2 separate regions of the Mus musculus genome follow, and region 2 is linked to region 1. The links are chromatin contacts, called in public HiChIP or PLAC-seq maps. All regions are on one chromosome and are shown on one strand. The core of a region is the stretch at or near the end of the contact, and the rest is flanking DNA. Distances in the headings are between cores, read along the strand shown. Region 1 has its middle 15 kb from the start of Gm34921. Region 2 has its middle 27 kb from the start of Gm20110.

Region 1 (4,207 bases), core at 437-2,936:
TTCTTATTCCTTCTCAGCCAGAAGAGTTAGCACAAATTACAAATGCTGAGGTTCTCGCCATTCACAAAAGATCATATGATGCTATATCAAGGATGCCAGATCAAACTCACCAATACTGCCACTATATTAAGGTATAGCAACACCAAGAATTGCACCCTGCCCCCCCTAACTCTCCCTTCTTACTCTCATGATAGAAGATGTCAAAGATGTAATGGAGAAATCAAAGATTGCATTTATGGATGCATGAGATCTGTGCATTTGCTCGACAGTGTTTTAATCCCAGATCTCTGTTTCCTTCCACCCTGTGCCACAAGAAAATAACACGTTAAACTGCTCACACCACTCTGGGTCTAATGGGCTAAACTGAGGAGCAACTTTACAGAAGCTAATGTCCCAGGTAAGGTGCCCAGGAGTGGGGTGGTAGGAGACAGAATAATTGTCCTTGCAGGGCCTGCCTTCTGCATTTCAAGGGCTACACATGCTATCTCTTTTGTTTCCCCAGTGTCAGCCCTGAACTTAGGGCAATGATGCTATGATCCTTCTGTCTTCTCAGGGGAAAGCTTAAGCTCTCAGGCGACAAGACCACTCTGAAGCAAGCTTTGCAGTCTCTAACTAGGCAGTGGGTGCAGGGCAGGAGGAGAAATAGAAGAGGCAGCTCTCTGTCCTCCACGGGACAAATGCCTTTGTGAGCCTTGGGGAACCTGTTGCTGTGTTGGCCAATCAAGACTCAAGACTGTCCTAAGCTGGCCTTGCTTTTGGCAACAGTAGGGCCTATGTTTGTTTCCAGAAATCACGGTGGCGATCACAAAGAGGCTGTGTTCACATGTAATCTGGCTTGACAGAAATTAATTTTTAATAAGAGACTCCATTCATTCGGTCACATCATTGCCCTTTGGGGCCTGTGTCAGGGTCAACCATCCAGAGCTGGCTGCTGTGCTCTTGGCTATAGCCTGGGGCGTGTTTGCGCTCTTGCGCATGCGCGCACTAATGTGCATGCCAGTAGAGGGGGTTGGGGGTTGAGGAGCGTAGACTGGTCATAGTCAGCTTACAAGTCGAGACCAGGTATTAGTCTAATCAGAAGCTGAAGGAGGCAGGAAGCCCACTTATTTCTTTGTTCTCCACACCCCCGCAAGACACTGTGTCTAGTGCCTTGTTTGGTGGCTACCTTCTTCACAGACTCAAGGTCTCATGGACCTCGGGACAAGCCTTTCACTATGGTGGTGTTAAGGAACGCTTACTTGGCACTGTTATTTAATGGCAATACTCAAAAGGTACAGCATCATCAGCTCCATTGCAAACAGCTGGGAGTTAAGGGCCGCCCTCATCCCTGTACCAAATCATCTCGCCTCCTTATTTCTGCTCCTCCTCACTGTTACACGGAGGCGAAGCAGCTCCCCTATCTGTCCCACCTCTCCATGGAGTTACTTGAAATAACGGTACTCCATAGGCCTTGAGTCATGAGCAAATTCTCTCCATGCCATTCACCTAATCCCCTCGAGGTGCTCGTCTTTGACTTGTTATCAGTAATGATGTGGGGGTGGGGTGGGGTGGGGGTGGGTGCTTACCCCATTTTCAGATCTGGGGCCTTCTGTGTCTTTTTTCTTTTGGTAGTTGCTTCCATCTTCCTGTCCCCTCCTGCCGCACCCCCAGGAAATGCACTTTTCTTTCTTTCTTTTTGGTTCTGCTAAAAGACAGAAGCTCGAGCGAGGCTCTGCCTTCTCAGTGTGGGCGGCGCTGCCTTTCTCAGAACCGCACACTTATCCTCCAGCCGCCTCCAAAGGCTTTATCAGGAGACATGGTGACTTCTCTCCTAAATTACACAGATAGGTTTAAAAATAGGGTTCAGGGTTTCCTTGTCAGGAGAGCTGTCAGCCGGCCCACTTTTGACACCCTTTCTCCCTCCCTTTGTTGGTACACGTCAAAGCATTTTTATTTTTATTTGAGAAGTGTTCTGCTTAAGTTTTCTGGAGCCTTTAAATTACCAGAAACGTTAGTGGGGGTGGGGGTGGGGGTGGGGGTCTGGAGAGGGATGGGGGGTGCTTAAAATGATTCTTCTTCCTGACTTAAAATCTTGAGCAATTTGATTTTCTGTGCCTTCCTGTCTTTGCATGCACATTGTCAGCATGAAAATGAATTGTAGAAATCTATTTTGGTGGAGGCAAGAGCCCTGATGTACAGAGCTCTGCTTTGTGTCAAGGCAGGGATACGTTTTTAGGGCATAAAGTGGATTTGGTATGACTAACTGTGCATAGTGAAAATGGCAGAGGCCGTGAAAGATGAACTGAACAAGAGAAGAAAACCACACAACAACATACCCTGTAAGTAGAAACAAATTAGCCATAGTAATAGCAACTAGACCCCACCACACATGCTCGTAGTGGCACAGAGAATGGCCTGCCTCTTGGTAGAAGTTCTTTTGTTAATTCTTTCCCTCCAGAAAACAGAATTTGGGGCAACATCTTGTTCTTTGTGTGGGGGAATGTAAAACCCTCCTTCCCCCGCCCCCTGTAACCTTTTGCTTTCTCCATTCCTTTCCTCTTATCTGTGCTTTTCCGTTCCTCCCTTATATGGCCATGGCCGGCTGCCCTCGGAAGTCCAGGAATTTGAATGTTATGTGAAAGGGTAATGCTAATTGGGCCCAGTAACATTCATGTCGCCTGGGAGATGTATGGGGGTCACCAAGTGAGAGACCAGCGAGTATCCACATCTGCTGTGAGGCTTTTCATTGCTTTCTCTCCAAACACCAGTCTTAGCTAATGGCCCCAAGCCCTGCTGGCCCGTTCCCCTACCCGGGGCCAACTGTTGCCTTAATGATCAGGGCAAAGATTTCCTTAATATTTCAGCACTGGAAAAAAAAAAGAGAGGTGTGCATTTATAATCTCATGTATTGCACCCAGAAGAAGGTGCGAGAGAGAAGGGCAGGTATTATTATATCATGTCCACTTTGCAACCGAAGAACTGGAGGCTTTAGTTCCTAGTTATTGCTCGTGATGGCGCTCATTAAAGGCAGAATCCGCTTCCCCTCTCCCAGCCACAGGCTCCTTGGCGCCCTGTTTGGGTGGATTTCCTTAAACAAAATACTTCCTGACTTTTGGACATCAGGCCCCATTTGTGGATCCCAGTGAGAGATAATTTTGTCGTCTGAAAGCTCATTCAGATTTATGTCTCATATTAAGTAGGCTTTCCTTATCTCAATCTAAGTGACTTCATACTTTATAAAGTATGTTGGCTTCATTAGTGGGTATTTGTACTGACCTAGTTTTGAGTAGGGAGAAGTGAGCAAAATAGAACAAAATTTTCACAGCGCTCCATTCCTGCGGAGGAGATCTAGAATAAGCGGGAAGTTACAATATGCATGGAAATGAAAAGCGAGAAGAGAGGGGTTACCCTAGATTAAGAGATGTGGAGGTCCCCTTATCCTATTCAAAGTGAATAGGATAAGGGGATAGGTAGGGTGGGTGGGTGGGGTCAAAGCTGCTTTCAGGAAGGGTGCCCCGGGGTAGGGGAATGCATAGCAGATTAGAAGAAATGACTTAGGGTAGCCTGGCCAGAGCCACGGAGGAGGGAAGGCGGGTGAGCAGGGGAGGTGTTGGAGAGGCAGAAGCACGGTGAGAATTTTGGCTTTAATCCAGAGGGAGATAAGATTCGCTCGGAGGGCATTGAGCGTGGGATGCTGGTGTCAAAAGGAACGGCCAGACAAATGTCTGTATCCCGCTGAGCTACGGCCCAGTTTTGACCTCGTTCGTTCCTCACCAGGGGCGGATACCTAACTTGCGTGGCCCACTTTGAAAATAGAATCCAGCGCCTCTTGTTCAAACAGCGGGAAAGAAGACACGGTTAAAAGGCAGGGAACATACGGCGCTTCCTTTCTCTCCCCAGCCTCACCTTCAACCTGCAACGGTGGTTTCAATTTGCCATTTCCCGGAGATCTAAGTAAAGAAGACCTTAGCATGGATTTTACTGTTCATCTTTGCATAGACTCAAGGCCAGTTTTCAATGCAAATATAAGTGGGGACATTTTGATAGACACGTTTCCTGTGTGCATTTTGTTTGTACCTGGAGAGTAGAAACGCTATTTAAAAAAAAAAAAAAAAAGGGCACAGCCCATTCCCCCACCCCCGGAAATGCAAACTCCTACTAACCTTGTACCTTTTATGTGACGATAAGTAAGGAGGACCTAGAAGGAAGAGAAATTATTGGTTGTATG
Region 2 (4,636 bases), core at 520-3,019, 300 kb after region 1:
TTCTTGTCAGCCTATCTTGTGTGTGTGTGTGTGTGTGTGTGTGTGTGTTACTTTGTTGTTTTCTCTGTGTAGCTGTTTTGAAGCTCGCTCTGTAGACCATGTGGGCCTAGACCATCCACCAGCCTTTGCCTCCCCAAGTGCTGGGATTAAAGGCATGCACCACCACCACCTGGCCAGCCTATTGTTTTTTAAAGGTTGGTTACTTCATTACTCTCAGAAGATGCCAATGGGAAGTGTTAAGCTGGTTTCTCACTACAGTTGGAACACCATCTGAGAGAGTTTAAGAAAAAGGCTGAAGGTGGCTGGCCACACTACTCATTATGAATGACCCCAGGCCATTGGTGTCATCCTGGACTAACGTGCTTCTTAGCCACCTGCCTTACTACTAAACAAGAGTGGAAGCAGATGGCAAGGGGAGCCGAAAGGTCAAGAGAGGGCCTCGGAGGAGGGCATCTTGGAGTCAGCTCGCTCTTTGATCTCCTATCTATGGAAAATGTCCTGCGAGATCAGCTGCCCTGGAAGCAACTCCACCAGCACGGCTGACACTTTCTATTAGCCCCCAGGTGGCTGACGATGTCTTTAATCTTACAGTGAAATTGCTGCGAGGTCCTTAAGAGCAAGTGGCCTTTCCAGGAATAGAGGCTGTGCATATGTGGCAAAAGTCAGGAGAGAACTGTGAGGGAGGGTGGGCAGAATTCAAAAGGCTTTATACGGGCGATGTCCCTGTTGATGTCATCACCTGAGCACACAGCAGTAAGCATAGTACTGGGTTCCTTGAAAAATATTGCTTGTGATTTGAAAGAATCTCTCTAACTACTTTCTTCACCATTAAATGTATTCTAAGCAGTTTAAGCCACCCACTACTTGCCCTGAAACTGTAATTTACAGAAATCTGGTCAGAAATTTGCTCCAAAGTTCTCCTAAACCCTGACTGGTTTTCCTGGATGCTTTGAATCTGACATGTTGATGCTCTAACTGCTTTGGCAGTTATTTCCCAGAGGGGTCTCCATTGAACGTATTTCCCCAAGCATCTCTACCATTTGCTATTTCTCTGTTGGATCTTTTTTCCCCCCTGAGTTCGAATGAAAATGAACTTGGAGAAATGGTAGCCTTCTATTCTGATTTGGAATGTCTAGAGATGTGCTTTGCCTTAGAGGTTTTGTTTGAGGTTTGAAATGCCAAACATTTTGAGGCTTTGATACAGAAAATGGTTCGGAAGTACGAGAAATTGTTCTTTGTGATCCTCGCCTACGTATTGATCCAGTGCAGCAAGGGCCTGTCTGCACATGAGAAATGTATAGTCTAGACAGGAAAGAGGGAAGTGGTGGGCGGGAGGAGACAGCCGCCAGAGCTGCATGGAGTTAAGCTCTGTGGACAGCCACCCACTGTAGGCCTAAGGATTGCAAAACTGGGGTTTCAAAATAATTTCATGACCACACAAAGGCAGGTGACTTAAAGGCAAATCTTTCTTGGTAAAATATGATACAAGCGTAAGACGTCTGTCTTCCTATCATATGGTAACTCCATTTAGCTTTCTTTCATATATGTATATATTTTAAAAAGCTTTTATAATAGTAATTTTCCATATGGCTTCTTAAGAGACCGTTAGTGTTCATTGTACCCCCCCAATAGTCTGGCCTCTAGCCTGTCCTCCCATCCCCCACAGCCTTTAATTTTCACATTCTGACTTCCTCTCCATCTCCCCATAACACTATATACTATGTGCCTCTCCTCAGAAGAGCCTCCCCCCTCCCCTCTGGTACCTAACATGTCACCTAAACTCTGTGATTCAGATAGTATCTTGAATGAAACACATAGAACTAAAGCATAAAAGCTAACATGTACGTATCATGGAAATCACGCATTGTCTGTTTTTCTGGATCTGGGGAGCCTAATTCAGGATAATTATGTCTAGCTCTGTCTTAGTTAGGGTTTTACTACTGTGAACAGACACCATGACCAAGGCAACTCTTATAAGGATAACATTTAATTGGGGCTGGCTTATAGGTTCTGAGGTCCATTGTTCTCAAGGTGGGAACATAGCAGGCATGGTGCAGGTGGAGCTGCAAGTTCAACATCTTTATCTCAAGGCTGCTAGCAGAATACTTCCTTCCAGGCAGCTAGGGTTAGGATATTAAAGACCACACCCACAGTGACACACGTACTCCAACCTTGGCCCAAGCATATCCAAAACCATCACGAGCTCTATCCACTTATTTGCAAATCTTGTTTTTCTTAACAGTTTAATAATATTCCAGTATATAGCTACACCATCTCTTTAATAGCCATTCATCAGTTGATGAACATCCAGGCTGTTTCCAATTTCGGACTATTATGAATAGAGCAGCAAGAAACGTGGATGAGCGAGTATCTTTGCATTATGCTCTAGAGCCCCTTAGATGTATGCTCAAGAGTGATATATCCGGATCTGATGGAAGATTGATTTTCAGCTTTTTGAGAAACCCTTGTACTGATTTCTTTAATAGCTGTAGCAGTTCATACACCCCAACAGCAATGAATACATGCTCTTCTTTCCCCATATCATCCCCAGCCTCTATTGTCATTTGTTTTATTAATCTTGTCCATTCTTGTGGCAGGATTTTCCCTGTCCAATTACATTAAAATATCAGTGCAGCAGGAGGTCTGTGATTGTACAGGGAAAAGGGAGGCAGATCAAAGAGTTGCAGGGACAGAGAGTGTCTCAGGAGACGAGGAGAATCCAAGATGGAGGCAGATGGACAAGAAGAAGATCCTGATCCTGTGTGGCTTTACATAGCCACAGGTAGTTATGAATATCATATAGGGGTAGAGTAATTGGGATAACTTGTCTGATCTAGGTGGGCAGCTTGTATCATTATCAATTGGCCCTGAAATTATTGTGTGGGCATCTTGTGAATTGTGAATTTATTGATATATAAATCTGACTTGTTAATTATAAGCTTCCAGAATTTTGCTTTATTGGGTTACTGGAAGGTAGGACCGCAGGCCACAGTGTGTTTATGGCTGAGAAGGGACTAGTGGCTCCAGAGACAAGCAAACTAGAGCGGGGATTACCATGAGTGGTCGCTGCAGGGGCTAGCTAGAGACAGAGCTGGAGGTACCTCGCCGGGGCAGAGAGTTGCCAGCAGTAGCACGGGAAGCCTACCAGTCCTTTTTAATATTTCCTGCAACACATTCTGACTGGAGCACAATGAAATCTCAAAGTATTTTTTAATTTTCATTTCCTTAATGGCTAAGGATGATGAACATTTTATAAAAAAAGTGTTTGTCAGCCATTTGTGTTTAATCTTCTGAGAACTTTGTTTAGTTCTTTACCTGATTTTTTGGGGGGGGATTATTTGTTTTCTTAATGTTCAGTTTCTTTTACTTATTTGTATATTCTGGACTCTAACCTTCTGTTAGATGTATAATTGACAAATATTTTATTCCCATTCTATAGGCTGATTCTTTGCCTACAAATATGGTATGACAGTACTAGGAGTGGATTACATCTTTTTGAGTTGCTGATCAAAGGGGTTCTATAGATGACCTGAACATTACAGGCCATTGCTAATGTTATTTATTGGTTACCCTCTACAACCTGATAGTAAGAACTATTACTGAAGACACTGAACTTAGATACATGGAAAAATTGAGTTGGTAGTCAACTGTAAACTTCAATCCTACTGGCTAGTGTTTATAGTGCTAGAAAATATAATACAAACTAGAAGAGGAGAAATGTAATGAGCAATCTCACCAGCTACAAACCCTATGAGCTACAATAATGACCTGCATGGGCGATATGCTCACTAGGTAACATTGGTCCAGTGTTATGGGAGTAACCAATCACTTTTTAAAAGTTGGATTTAATGTCTGTTCTATGGGATAGAAACCATACCTGGCACTGTAAATGAAGTTTAGGACCGGGTAGCTCATGGGGTCTAGAGGAAAATACTACAATTGTTCTGCTAAATGAACAAAGCAATAAAATGGCCCCTAATGACGTACTAGTATACCCTTAGAGCAGTATATTACTCATCCCTCATCAGAGAAACTTCTTGTTGCAGTAGATGCCAATCAACATAGAGATCTACAACCGGACATCAGAGCGTGAGAAACACTCAGCCCTGAATGGGATGTCTTTATGACACCCTTCTACTCAAGGTTCAGGAATCTATGTAGAAAAGGGGACTAATTGTTGCAAGAATCAGTGGTGGGTGTCTTCAAGGATACAACATCTTCTAGACACGATAGGACTGATACATAACAAACTTACAGAGACTGTGGCAGCATGCACAAGACCTACACTGGTTCAAACCAAACAATATTTCAGCCCTAGAAAGGGAAAGTGGCCACAAAGTCCCACCCCTGGCCAAGAAGCTGTTTGAATGAATAATTCTTCAATGGAGTAACACTGGATATCTCAAGCACATTCCAGGGTCTAATGCCTAGGACTATTTGACCAATGCAAATCAAACGATTGAACTCCACCCCCCTTTTGTGATTTACTTTGTTTTTTAAGGGCAAGAGAAATAACAAGGAGTCGGGGAGAGTTGTGGGAAGGGAAACAAAATAATAAAAATATATTATAAAATTCTCAATAAATTAATAAAAACATAAAAAACAGAAGCAAAGAAAAACATCTGTTACTAGCACC

The links. HiChIP or PLAC-seq counts read pairs in DNA pulled down with a chosen protein or histone mark.
Region 2: an H3K27ac HiChIP or PLAC-seq map of regulatory T cell precursor shows a contact between it and region 1, with 10 times the contacts expected there. The contact joins two enhancer-like sites. A contact is called at or near these places in 5 of 39 promoter capture datasets (cranial neural crest, frontonasal cranial neural crest, liver and 1 more), 35 of 484 Hi-C or Micro-C datasets (the AML12 cell line, the C10 cell line, CD8 T cells and 25 more), 14 of 115 datasets of contacts at active chromatin or transcription factors (bone marrow-derived macrophages, differentiating embryonic stem cells, embryonic basal ganglia and 7 more) and 1 of 9 other capture datasets (embryonic stem cells).

The regions. Positions count from the first base shown.
Region 1 is chr10:99,283,340-99,287,546 of GRCm38.p6, forward strand. No RefSeq gene overlaps it. Among named protein-coding and RNA genes, the nearest start is that of Gm34921, 15 kb to the left of the region's middle. Within about 2 kb of position 1,687, at least 84 of the 459 cell types and tissues checked have an H3K27ac peak or open chromatin away from gene starts, as enhancers often do. A contact at or near this core is called in regulatory T cells and regulatory T cell precursor, where this site is marked.
Region 2 is chr10:99,579,927-99,584,562 of GRCm38.p6, forward strand. No RefSeq gene overlaps it. Among named protein-coding and RNA genes, the nearest start is that of Gm20110, 27 kb to the right of the region's middle. Within about 2 kb of position 1,770, at least 43 of the 459 cell types and tissues checked have an H3K27ac peak or open chromatin away from gene starts, as enhancers often do. A contact at or near this core is called in regulatory T cells and regulatory T cell precursor, where this site is marked.